Linked DNA regions of Mus musculus: region 1 is linked to region 2. The links are chromatin contacts, called in public promoter capture Hi-C maps. All regions are on one chromosome and are shown on one strand. Each heading gives the region's core, a stretch centred on a gene start, on an enhancer-like site or on the middle of the called end of the contact. The rest is flanking DNA. Distances are from core to core; before and after follow the strand shown.

Region 1 (6,949 bases), core at 2,217-4,716, 8.3 Mb before region 2:
ACTACAGTTTCTTTTCATTCAGTTTTGGTTTTCCCACTCATTTAAGGTATGCCGTAGGAAAAGGAAACCGAAACAGAAAATAGCTCTGGTTTCTGGAAACTCCGCCTCTTCACACCCACAGCTCATACTTAAAAGAGTCGACCCAGTCTCTGACTCTGAGAGTCGATCCAGTCTCTGACTGTGAGAGCAAGCAGCCAGAAGCAGACTCCTTAATTCCAGGGGACCTAGAGCTAGAGCCTGCAGCAATGGTGAGTCCAATTTGGGACAGAGGCAGATGGGTTTCATTTTAGTTGACTTTACTCCATTCCTTGATAGGGTCTTCCAGAGACAGAATAGTCACAGTATGAGAACAGAATATAATTGTTTAAAGCTCACTCCTGGGGGGCGGGGGGGGGGCAGGTTCTTTTGCTCAGATACCAGCTCTAGATCCCTTAAGGCTGGGCCCAGAAGGCTATCTTTATGGGTGAACTGAAACAATGTGATGGTTGTGGGACCCTTTAGAACCGAGGCCTCCGTATCATATACCTGGATGGTTCCCCTAATAGAGGAGAGGATGGGGTGGGGGTGGGGGGGGACATGGATGGACGTGGGGGCTGGCCCTGTGACTGGTGCTTTGCATGTAGTAACTCCCAGCCAAAGTTGCTAAGCCGGTGGTTCTCAGCCAAAGGATTCAGGAACCTTTTGGGGGCCTGAATGACCTTCTGACAGGAGTCGCATATCAGATATCCTGCATATAGCAAAACCAGTTATGAAGTAGTGATGAAAGCAGTTTTATGGTTGGGGGTCACTACAACTCCAGGAGCTGTATTAAAGAATGGAAACATTTTATTAGAGTCATAGCATTAGGAGGGTTGAGAACCACTCCTAAATCCATGTGATGCTTGCAGGCCTGGGACCTAAAGGTGAAGATGCTGGGGGGTAACGATTTCCTGGTGTCCGTGACTAACTCCATGACGGTGTCAGAACTGAAGAAGCAGATTGCCCAGAAGATTGGTGTGCCGGCTTTCCAGCAGCGCCTGGCCCACCAAACTGCAGTGCTCCAGGACGGTCTTACCCTTTCCAGTCTGGGTCTGGGTCCCAGCAGCACAGTGATGCTAGTGGTACAGAACTGCAGCGAGCCTCTGAGCATCCTGGTGAGGAACGAAAGGGGCCACAGCAACATCTATGAGGTCTTTCTGACGCAGACTGTAGACACGCTTAAGAAGAAGGTGTCCCAGCGGGAACAAGTCCACGAAGACCAGTTCTGGCTGAGCTTCGAGGGAAGGCCCATGGAGGACAAGGAGCTGCTGGGGGAGTATGGCCTAAAGCCCCAGTGCACAGTGATCAAGCATTTGCGCCTGAGGGGTGGGGGAGGGGACCAGTGTGCCTAAGGCCCCCATCCAGAGCCAGTGTTGGTTATAAAAGATGATGGGGGGGGGGGTATGGAGGACTTTTGGGATAGCATTGGAAATGTAAACGAGGAAAATACCTAATTAGAAAAAATATCAAAAAAAAAAAAAGATGATGCAATAAAAAGCTCTGCCTCTTGTTTGCTTGTCCCTCTCCAGAAATGCCCTTCTATCCATGGTGAGAAGGCTCTGGGTTGCCAAGTTAAGAGACAAGGATTTCACAGTGAGAGCCTAGTGAGGAAATGCCCCTTCCAGACCCTTTGAGTAATTAATTCACTTCTGGAGAAAGACACTTTTGCTGGGACCCAGTCCTTAGTCTCAGCCAGGCCCTAAAAATGTCCCCATGTCTACATATGGCTCAGGGACAGGTTAGGCCAGTTTCTACCAGTAGCAGGATGAGGCTCCTAATGGAACCAGTGAACTGCTGAGATCCTTTGGGAACAGTGAAGGAATGTTCTTACCTGGGTAAGCTGTGAAGGAGGGTGATGTGTTCTTTTGTATGTGTTCCTAGTCCCACCTGCACTAGTTCACAGAGGGTAGGATGGGGTCTCACCATTCAAATCAGCCACCTGCTGTTTAGGACATGGTAGTTAGCAAGTACACCTCATCCTCATCGGGGCTATAAAGAGGCCACTATAGGCAGGTTAGATGGGCACAAGTAATTGGAGGCTCATCTGTCCACAAAGGACATCATGTCTCAGATAGGAGGCACCCAATTTGAAAAAGCTTCACCCCCCTTTCTGCCTGATGGCTCTTTGTCTTTTCCTCTATCAGCTTACTCGGGCCTTTGAGTGCGCTTAGGGCACAAGCAAGTCAGTACAAGTCCTTCTGTGGTCCTTCAGACCTTTAAGAGAATTTGAGTGGAACCTCAGAAGACCCCCTTCTGGTTGGTGTGTTTGTGCTTATCTGGATTAGGTGATGCCAGATCTAGCAACGCTGGAGCCCACTGTGTAGATGCGACCTCAAATCTGGGTCCAGAAGGTGGAGTCTTTCTCAGGAGGAAGAGCTGCTGACACTCACACTTCACTCTGGCTTCTGGCTCAACAGCCTATGGAAGATAGCATAGTGTCTTCTCTCGTTTTTTTTTTGTTTTTTTTTTTTTCCAAAATTTTTTTCTTCACTTACATTTCAAATGCTATCCAGAAAATCCCCTATCCCCCCCCCCCCCACCCATTCTCTCGGTTTGTTTGTTTTGTTTTTGGTTTTTTGAGACAGGGTTTCTCTGTGTAGCCCTGGCTGTCCTGGAACTCACTTTGTAGACCAGGCTGGCCTCGAACTCAGAAATCCACCTGCCTCTGCCTCCCGAGTGCGCCACCACCGCCCTGCGCGTTCTTTCAACCTCCTGTAGGTCTAGTGCTAGCTTGGCTCCCGGGGGCCTCGGTTTATATCCTGCACTTAGCCAGGCCAAGCTGGGGAAGCTCTGGTCCACAGAGGGAGAGACGGAGGGGGCGGGGACGGTTCTGTAGCAAGACTGGAGAAGACTTAAGTCCACAAGGAGCATCACACTGGGCGGGTCTGGGCGCATTCGGCACAGTCACCGCTGACCGGCCATCGGCAGGGGGCGTGGCCTGTGGTGGCACCGGGACAGCCGCGGGGCCCTCTGCGCGCAGCCCTAGCGTCAGGCTGGGGAAGGGAAGGTCCGGCTCCGCCAGCGTCTCCTGTGCAGACCGGGCGAGCCCCTTGGAATTCCCAGCACGTCGCCCCTCGATTATACATCAACCTGACTTCAGCTGCATTTCCCGGTGGGAGGACAGTTCAGGCGGACGGGGGAGGGGCCCCGGCGCGACGCCTCCCCCTCCCCCAAGGCGGCCACCCACCCACCCACCCGGCCGAGCCCCCGCCCCAGCTCGGCGGGCGCCGCAGTCTCCGGGCTTTGTTCGCTGCCCGCGCGGGTCGCAGGGAGCGGGGGGCGGGCTGAGCCCTCAGGGGGCGGGGCGGGGCCGCCAGTCCCCGCCCAGTCCCCGCCCCGTCCCCGCCCAGTCCCCGCCCCACCCACGCCGTCCCCGCCCCGTCCCCGCCCAGTCCCCGCCCCACCCACGCCGTCCGCCCTCCCTCCTCCTCCGCCGCGCTGCGGTCCAGTCCTGCCCCCCGAGCGGTCCGGCCCGCGCGCTCTCCCGGCTCCCTCCCGCCGTTCCGGGCTGCGCCATGGTCCGCCCGCGGCTGAGCTTCCCGGCCCCGCTGCTGCCGCTGCTGCTGCTCCTGGCGGCGGCCGCGCCAGCCGTGCCGGGCGCCAGCGGGACGTGCCCGGAGCGCGCCTTGGAGCGGCGCGAGGAGGAGGCGAACGTGGTGCTCACCGGCACAGTGGAGGAGATCCTCAACGTGGACCCGGTGCAGCACACCTACTCCTGCAAGGTGGGCCCCGGCCGGACCCCACGAGACCCAGCCCTCTGGATTCCCAGCCCGGGGCTCCTCTCCCCCGTGGTCCCCGTCCCCGAGGCCCGCCCTTCGCGTGCCGGCCGCCCCGCTGCGACCCCGTCCCCAAGCCGTGGGAACGAACCCGGCACGTTTCTGCGGCCCCAGCTGGAGCTCCCTCGGCGACCGCCGAGCCTCCGGGGGGGGGGGGCGCTCGGGTCCCGGAAAACTCCGCCGCTCGGTGCGAAAGTTACTGCGGGGCCGCTGTGGCTCCTTTCACGGCGTCCAGGCCCCGGTTGCTGTCGTGCCCGCCCCCACCCTTGTCCAGAGCCCCTCTTTCTTGTTGGGAACAAGTGTACACCTTCGCCAAAAGGAACGAATAGGGCTCGGGGAGGCACGAGGGGGGACGAAGTCGACCTGTGGCGAGGCCTTTACCAGGGCGAGGGGTGGTCTGCAGGGAGTCAGGGGTGTGTGGTCTAATCTGCAACCCGGGGAGCCTGCGTAAGGTGCTGCAGCGAACGCGTGTCCGAGCCGGAGCAGAGAAATGGGCAGAGGGCTGTGGCTGAGTTTCCTGTGCTCGAGGCGCAGGGGCTCAAAGGACTGGGTTTCTCCTGCCATACGGTAGAATTAGCTCTGTTTCAACTGCAGCTGAATTTGAGAGCACCTTGGAATAGGTATGGGGTCGATACCCTCGGAATATCCGTTGCTGGTTCTCCTCGTCCCTCAAATCGCTTCGCTGGAAACAGGATTTGTTCTTACTCTTTGGGAATGAGAAGGATGGTGACTTCCTTCAGAGTACCGTGTGTTCATGGGATCCCCCCGCTGGGCCCCCTCCTCTCCCTGCCGAGGCACTTTGCCAAGTCCCTGCAGGATTTTCCCGACTTCCTCCCCGCTGCTCCTGGGTGTGGCTGGGGTGGGGGAGGTGTGAGAACTGTGAGCTTTCCCCCTTTGGGTTATCTCCCACAATAGTTGGGGGTGGGGGGCGCAGGTAGATAAAGTTCTTTAGGTGCTGCAAGTCTTAGGTGTCTCGCAGGAGCTAGGCAGGTGGAAAAGCTGCCCATTGTCTTTTTTGCTCCCTCCATTCCAGAACCCCAAATCCCCAGAGCGCCTCAATAAGGGGCTCCTTCCTAGAAATCCTTTCCAAAAAGTGTCTGGGGGCCCTGGACTTATCCTGTGGGCGCTGCGGGCTACATCTTCCAGCCATGTCTGTCAGAAAGGGTGCCCTCGGGGCCCTAAATAAGGAGGTGGAGGGTGGGGCTGACTTGCATTGCCCAAACTTGACTTTGTGGCTCAGAGCTGCCTCGCTGCACAGACTCAGGCAGACTATGGAGCAAAGAAGTGGGTCTTTACTTCCTGGGAGAGGTGTTGGCCCACACAAGGCTGTGAAGATCCCAGCTGGGATCTTGCTCTTAAGTCCTTTCACCTAAAGTGTCTGGTCCTGACTGGACCCTTAGAGTTGGACTTGGGCTGGATAGACCTGAGGTGGGACAATTGTTAGATGGTTAGATGATTGTTAGCCTTCTTATGTCATCCTGAATCCAGTAGGTGTCTACTGCACTGCAGCCTTGGAACATCTCTGCCCAAGGCTGGGGTTCACTGTGCACATTGGCTTGAGCTAGTGAGACCAGAGAGGGGGAAGGGTCCAGGTGTCCAGCCTGCAACCCTGTCCTCATAGGACCAATACACTTTTACTTCCATGTCCGCTCAGGTTCGAGTGTGGCGGTACTTGAAAGGCAAAGATGTGGTGGCCCAAGAGAGCCTGCTGGATGGTGGCAACAAGGTGGTAATTGGTGGCTTTGGAGACCCCCTCATCTGCGACAACCAGGTGTCCACCGGGGACACTAGAATCTTCTTTGTGAACCCAGCACCACCCTACCTGTGGCCAGCCCACAAGAATGAGTTGATGCTCAACTCCAGCCTTATGCGGATCACTTTGCGGAACCTGGAAGAGGTGGAGTTCTGTGTAGAAGGTGCGTGGTGAGAGTGTTCCTTTAAGGGCCAGTGGCTTGCTGATAGTGACAGAAATTTATGGGATCAGGGTGGGGTGCAGAGGAGAGCTTGCCGTGGGCAGGAGAGTAAACCATCACCCCGCCGCCTACCTGTGATGCGTTATTGCTCCTAGCTCCTTCTCTAGCCACACAGATTGAAAAACCCCAAGCTCTGATGTTAGCTCTTTGTTTGGTCTTGGAGCCATAAACAAAAAGGCTGCTGTCCTGAAAACAGACAGGTGTCTCTGCTTTGTCTTCCTTTTTCCCTCAGCACTCTACACTCCCCCTTCAAAGATCCTTTTCTATGGAAACTGGGAGCAGGTAAATGCATACCACTTATTCCTACAGACCTCTAAACATCTGGTTGGATTGGCTAGGCACAGGGGATTGGAAGGTGGAGAACTCTCCTGTGTGTTCCAGAGGCACACAGTTTGTGGGATTATACTGCCATCCTCTTGAAGGTGAACAGAATTACCTTGCCATCCAGGTCTCCCCTCTCTCTTCTTCAGTACACCCCCAGTTGGTGGCTGACACCTTTGGGGGTAAATGTGGTAACGAATGCTTTTTTTCCTTGCTACTACTGCACTCTGTTACCTCATGGCTGGCTGGAAGGGTTGTAGGGCTGGGGACTGAAACTTCCTTTTCAGAGCAATGGCAAGGGTCACGACCTCTGGTCCTCTGATGTGATGTGTTTGCCGGAAGACTTAAATGGCCTGTCTCTTTCTACTTTGATGCTGGCTTGACACTTGAGCGGTATCTCTGGAACCCTGTCTCTATGCTGGTCTTAGGGAAATCAGTATAGGAGGGGCAGGGCCGGAATGGAGCCCTGTGGCCTCTCAGCCAGGTTTGGCCGCTTCTGGGCTCTGAGACCCTAACTAGAGAAGAACCAGAGATTCTAGTACTATGGAAGCTCGTGCTCTGGGAAACTGGGGGGCAGGAAAAGTGGGGGAGATGTGTATGTGAGGCCAAAGATAGATATGTCAACTTGGGGTGTTTAGGGGGCTGAGGAGGAACCATAGTCCTTTGTCCCTACAAGATTAAGAGGGTGAATCATTAATAGCCGGGTGTATCTAGTAGCTTGAGGGTCTGTGACTCAGTAACTGAGGACTTCCCCTGAGATCAGAGGTCAGGGTAGGGTGTTCAGCCTATACAGAACAAGGTTTAGCCTCTCATCAAAGCCACCGATGCCCATGCTACCCTCTGGCTTTGGTGCTGGCAGAG
Region 2 (6,279 bases), core at 3,053-5,552:
TGGCCTCCAGGCTCTGAGGTCAGCTCTACGGGGTCATGGAGGCAGCCTGCCTCACAGGCGTAGATCTTGACGGGTTGGCCTCGGGACTCCAAAGACACATGCAGGTAGGGCTTGCCCTCAGCGTCCACCAGCACAGCCAGGTTGATGTGGTCGTTCTTGTAGCGGATGCCGTGAAGCGCATAGCTGTTGTGGAGCACCTCGGGGTCGGCCTGGAACTGCAGGTGGTTTTCTGTGAACTGTAGCCCGCCGAAGCTGAGCACCATGCCTTGCAGGATGCCCGGAGCGCCAACCTTCACCAGCCCCTTGCAGCCGCGCTTCTGGAGGGTCAACTTCCACAGGTCAGCCAGCTGCAGGATCTGCTGCACTGAGGAGAGCTGGCCAGGCCACAGGTTCTCGGCATGCATGGTGGCATGGCCACTGAAGCAGTGGTCTTCATAGTTGAGCGTTGCCTCCATCTGCTCGCGTTCCCTGTGGCTCAGAGAGGGGCTGAGCAGTGGGGCTGGAGAGCAGGAGAGCATGTAGTACAGGGTCAGGTTCACGGTCAGGCCAGATGGCGTGTGAGCATCCGTGATCCTCTTCATCTCCACACCTGTAATACCAGAGGTTGCACGTTAGGGAGGAAGGCCTGGCTGGAGGCAGAAGAGATGGAACAAAGGTGAGAGCTACAGAAGGTAGAGCTTTGGATCAGCAATAAAAGATAGCAGTGCCCTGGGTGTGGTAGAGCTGTCCTTACTTCCTGAGATGGCCCATCTTGATTGAATGTGGTAGGACTTAAATCACCACAGAAACACGCATCCGTGCCTGTCTACGTAAGATTTTCTACATTAGACTGAAGCGGGAAGAGCCACCGTAAATATTGGTTGTCCTATACCATGGACTGAGATCCAAGACTGTAGCTAGGTACCAGCATTCATCTCTCCCGACTTCCTGACTTGCAGAAGCCGTGTGACCAACCAGCCACCTCCTACTTCTGCTACTGTGTCTTTCCCACCATGATGAGTTGCCCCTCTTTGAACTGTAAGCCAAAATAAACTTTCTTCAGCAAATCGCTTTTGTTGCAGTGACGTAGAGTTAACTAATAGGGACTCTAACAGGAGTGTGGCAGACCTCCTGGCAGAACCAAGAGCACCATACACTTGTCAGGACTTGGTGTGAATCCTATGGTCTAGAACTCCCAATCACAGAGCATCTGTGTTATAGTCAATACTGGCTGGTTATTCTATCACTCTAATAACTATAGCTTATAATTTATCTTATGTTTGTATATATGCATATGTGCCTAAGCATCATTTATGTGCAGGTCTCTTGGACCTTGATCCCTTGAAACTGGAGTTATAGTATATTGTGGGCCACCACAAGCGTGTTGGGAATTAAACCCAGATCCTGTGGAAGAGCAACAAGTACTCTTAACCACTGAGCTATCTCTCCAGTTCCTATTAAAGCTATCTTAATATCTGATTTTATTCAATTTTTTTCTTTTTGGAGGCAGGCTCTCTATGTATGTCATCCTCCTGCCTCACTCTCCTGGAGTGCTAGATTACAGCCTGAAAGCACCCTAACCTGGTTCAGCACTGTGGCTTTAAGTGACATGGCCCCCTATTAAAATGAGTCTAGACTCATGGGGCTCATCACCCCCCTCAGCATCTGCACCTGGGTATCTGACAGGCACAACTGACTTAGGGTGAACTGTTCACAACCCCAAATCAGGGAGCTGCCCTCCAGGTCTCGCTTCCCACAGACAAACCACTGCCTAACAGTCCTCCCTCCAAAACACCAAGACCCACCACTTCTATGTCCATGTCATGACTGGGATGTCTCCTCCTGCCCTTGGGCTCCCAAGACCCCCTTGCCCTGTCTATGTACCTATTTCCCCTTAGTGTATACTCTGCTCATTCCCATTCTCCCATCTCAGAATAAACTCCTGGTCCTTCCTCAAGGCTTCAAGTTCACACCGCCCTGATCCTGCTCAGCACCTGGCTTAACCTGCTTAGGGCAGTCTCCAGCCTTGAATGCCCTCTTTCTGGTCACATGACTGGCTGCTTCTTGCCACTCAGGCCTAACTGAGTGTCTCTATACCAGGGAGCAGAGGGGTGGCCCTCCCACCCCATACCCTTGCCAGTACTACACAATCCAGGTTCTTCACAGAGCTTTCCAGAGTTGTCCCTCTTAAAATGTTCATGTTCCTGTCTTCTCCCAAACCAGACTAAAGCAAGCACTTCGTGGATAAAACTTGCTTGCCAGCCGGGCAGTGGTGGCGCACGCCTTTAAACCCAGCACTTGGGAGGCAGAAGCAGGTGGATTTCTGAGTTTGAGGCCAGCCTGGTCTACAGCTACTTTTTTTTTTTGTTTTTTGTTTTTGAGACAGTGTTCCAACTGCCTCTGCCTCCCAAGTGCTGAGATTAAAGGCGTAAGGCACCACTGCCCCGCCAGGGAGATACCTCTTGACTGAACAAAACTCTCTCTGCACAACCATAGGGGAGTGATGGTAACTGTAACCCTGAAAACCAAAACTCAGTACTGACTGTGGATTGTATTTCTTTTCTTAAACAGTTGACAGGAAAGGTTTTCATTTCCAAAGAATAAATAAGAGGTTTTTGTTTTTTGCTGTTGTTTTTTTTAAGAAAGTTTTCGCTTTGCCTGCACATTCACGCACTGGAGGAAGTCTCCAGCATTCTGGCATTAATTAGCACTGCCACTACAGTGGCAAGGTGAATCTTAGTCTCAAATGTCAGAAGCTGAAGTCAGACAGAAACAAGTTCCGGTGGCCAAAACAGAGTGCCTCTGCATCTCCCTGATGGTTTCTTCTTTACAAACTGACTCTCTCCCCCTCACAAACCAAACCCCTCCACCAGCTCAGGTCAGGCCTCAAGGCCAAGAACAGACAATAAAACTGAACGTGTACACTCAAACCTCCACTAAAACCTTATAAAACTTACTGTTATGGCTCAAAAAGCTAAGACCACAGAGCCAAGATCATATAGCTTCAAAGTGTTTAAGAAGAGCCAACCGTTGAACATCAAGGCCAAGTTGCAACCCTCTGTGTGACCACCACCGAGCATGGGGGGACACCACTAAAGTGGACAGTATGCACACGGACGTCAAGTGGTGGCTGGGCACCAAGCCCGCAACGAGGCCTCACCGGGACTGAAGAGCTGGGCCCAGAGGTACTGGTGATCCTGAAGCAGCTCCGAGGCGGGCATCTCCAACAGCTCCAGCATCTCCTTCCGTGCTAAGTCCTGCAGCGCCTTGAGCTCCTTGGCTCCTTTGCTTTTGAGCACCTGGGGGTGGATGGGACCAGAGATGTGCACCACCCACAGCACCGTCTCGTCCAGCTGTGTCTTGGGAGCCACCTGGAGCCTGTTCACTAACTTCTTAGAGGTCACCACGACCAAGTGCACCAGCCCCGATGGAAGGGGTGTGGACCGGCCCGAGTAGAGGAGAAACTGGTGATCTCCGACCTTCTCCAGGGTGCTGGTGAAGGATTTGGGGACTGGGCCTGCGGTGGGCCCCACAGTCTGCAACGCGGCCACGCGCTCCGTGGGATTGTTGAGCTGGATGCGCTGCAGATAGACGTGGGGTCGGCCTCGGTGCGCCAGGAAGTCCTCCTGCAGTAGCACGCAGTCCCGGCCCGACCCCGCGGAGAGCCCGGAGGCCGAGGCGGGCCCGGGGACACCAGCGGCAGGGCCCGAGCCCGGGGTCCCCAGCTGCAGGCAGCGCACTCGGCGCAGCAGGCCCTCCCGCAGAAGCAGCACCGCCTCTCCAGCCTCGGCCACCACATTCAGCGGGCGTAGCTGCACGAAGGGCACGAAGTCCGGCGTCACGGCAGGCTCCCGCTCTCCGGGCGTCACCCACAGCCGGTTGTTGGAGGCGTCCAGAGCCAGGAAGCCGTTGGCCACCAGGGCTGGCACCCCGGGGCCAAGCGGCACCGCCTCGCCGCGATCACGCAGGCCGCGCCACGCGCGGGTGGCCGCCTCCAGACAGGCAGACGGCTCGGCGGCGCCCGGCTCGCTGCGGGCCCAGGACGGCAGGTGCAGGCCGCCCGCCGCCCGCCGCGCCCCGGAGCTCGCGAACCACAGGAGCAGCACCAAGAGGCCGAGCAGGCAGAGGAGGCGGCGGGCCCAGCTGCTCGACAGCAGCCCCGGCAGCCCCTTCAGGCGCTGCTGCAGCCACATCGGGCCCGCCGCCCAACCTGCCCGCCCGGCCGCCGCCGCTCACTCCCCGGGCCGCGTCGCCGCGCCCTCCTCAACGCCCGCCGCAGCCACCCCAGCAGACACCTTCACCGCTTCCTCCTTCTTCTTGGTTGCCTCCTAGACGTCAAACGCCACCGGCCGTAAGGCGTCGCTGAGTCTTTTGCGACAAGGTGGAAAAGCGGCCAGGGGCGGGATTTGGAGAGGGGGCGGGGTCTCCTTGGGGGCGGGGCCTGGACTGAGGGGCGGGGTGGGGAAGGGAAGAGTGTGGGCAGGAGTCCAAACGGCTTGTTGGAAAAAAGAGAGCAAGAAAAGAAAGTCAGAGAGCAAGCCAAACCCAACATGTGCTGCGCCTCGTTTGCTGCTGATGGTTTCAACAGCCCTAAAGTTAAAAAATAAGAACGTACTGTTTCTGTAAACTATATTTAACTGAATGAAGAAAAGACATGGGGGTAAATGGAAGGAAAGAAAGAAGGGAAGGAGACAGGGAGGAATGAAGTGGAGGGAGGAGGGAAGGAAGAGGAGGAGGAAGGGTAGCCACTGAAAAATTATTTCCTAGGAAATATTTTGTTGGCAGCGTTTCAAACCTGCCTGGCTGCGAGTACACCAGAGTGGGACATAAATCCAGCCTGTTTCTTGAACACAGCAAGTAGTTTTCTTGATGTCAATCTTGAGTTTTAACTCATTAAATAACGCGAAACATTAAGATCTCATACTTTGACAAGACCCGGAGCATCCATATGGGGGGAAGGGCGAGGGGGGCGGAATTCATTGGGAGCACTGGAGCAGACAGTGGGGTGGTTGTTTCCACTTTGAATTCTAGGTAGACAGTGGGCGATTGTTTTCACTTTGGATTCTGGGCAATCCAGAGCCAGACGGGCTGTTGCAAATTCACAGTTGACAATTGAACGGTCACTTAAGGTGGCTTCTAGTGGGTTGTAGGCAGACAGAAAACTGTATGCTGAGGTGGCAAGCCAGTGTCGCATTGGAAGAATGCTCGTCCTGTTTTGATTTGATTTTTATTTTTATTTATCTTTGAGACAGAATCTTTCCTTTGTTGTCCAGACTGGACTTCAAACAATTCCTAGGCCCAAAAGATCCTTTCTCAGCATCCCCAGTCCCTAGAATCAAAGGCATTTGTCCAGCTTTTTACCCATTTTTATTTTCACACAAAAATGAATGCTAAGAGCCCAGCAGTGGTGGCACATGCTGTTAGTCTTAGCATTTAAGAGGCAGGGCAGGTAATTCTCGGAGTTGGAGACCAGCCTGGTCTACAGAGTTCCAGGACAGCCAGGACTACACAGAGAAACCCTGTCTTGAAAAACTAAAGTGGGCTGGTGAGATGGCTCAGCGGTTAAGAGCACCGACTGCTCTTCCAAAGGTCCTGAGTTCAAATCCCAGCAACCACATGGTGGGATCCGTAATGAAATCTGATGCCGTTTCCTGGAATGTCTGAAGACAGCTACAGTGTAAAAAAAAAGAAAGAAAAAGAAAAACTAAAGCAAGCAAGCAAGCAAACAAACACCCCAGAGCTCAGTAGCACATTTTAGCCAGTTGTTGTACACATATCTTTAATCTGACTCTTCAAGAGGCAGGGGCAGGTAGATTTTACTAAGTTCAAGGCTAGCCTGTCTACACAGTGAGACCATATTTCAAAACAAACTAAAACAACCACACTTTTTTTTTTAGCAGACTATTAGCTCAGAACAGAATATTCCTCTAGCACTAGTGATTTCCCAGAACCTTAAAGTTAAAATAAAAATCTAATGGCAAGATGGCTCAGCAGGTAAAAGCATTCGCCAGCAAGTGTGATGACCTAAGTTCTGTACCTAGGACCTATGTGGTAGAAGGAGAGAGCTGACGCCTCTATGTGCACATTGTTGTATGTCCAAATCAGAAGATGGTATGGGATCCCTGGAGTTACAGGCACGTGTGAGTTGCCAGTCTCTTAACTGCTGAACCATCTCTCCAGCTCCACTTTTTAATGGATGACAGGAGGAAACCGCATGCATGTTTGTGTGTGGACAACTTCCCATCCTGAAGTTGTCCAGCAGTTTCCTATTAAATTGGAGTCCTGTGCCTTTAACAGTCC

The links. Promoter capture Hi-C pulls out the DNA fragments that hold promoters and counts their contacts.
Region 1: a promoter capture Hi-C map of pre-B cells shows a contact between it and region 2. The contact joins the promoter of Agrn here to the promoter of 2510039O18Rik in region 2. A contact is called at or near these places in 6 of 39 promoter capture datasets (cranial neural crest, frontonasal cranial neural crest, liver and 3 more).

Annotation. Positions count from the first base shown.
Region 1 is chr4:156,194,005-156,200,953 of GRCm38.p6, reverse strand. Agrn (agrin) reads left to right here and starts at 3,466. Exons shown (of 36, transcript NM_021604.3): 1 at 3,466-3,740; 2 at 5,449-5,710. The coding sequence starts at 3,534. Gm46878 (a long non-coding RNA gene) reads right to left here. Exons shown (of 4, transcript XR_003955191.1): 4 at 1,451-2,436. It overlaps Isg15 (ISG15 ubiquitin-like modifier), which reads left to right and starts at 136. Exons shown (of 2, transcript NM_015783.3): 1 at 136-248; 2 at 888-1,530. The coding sequence starts at 246. The coding sequence ends at 1,370.
Region 2 is chr4:147,938,918-147,945,196 of GRCm38.p6, reverse strand. It overlaps 2510039O18Rik (RIKEN cDNA 2510039O18 gene), which reads right to left and starts at 4,302. Exons shown (of 3, transcript NM_029841.3): 1 at 3,140-4,302; 2 at 1-589. The coding sequence starts at 4,172.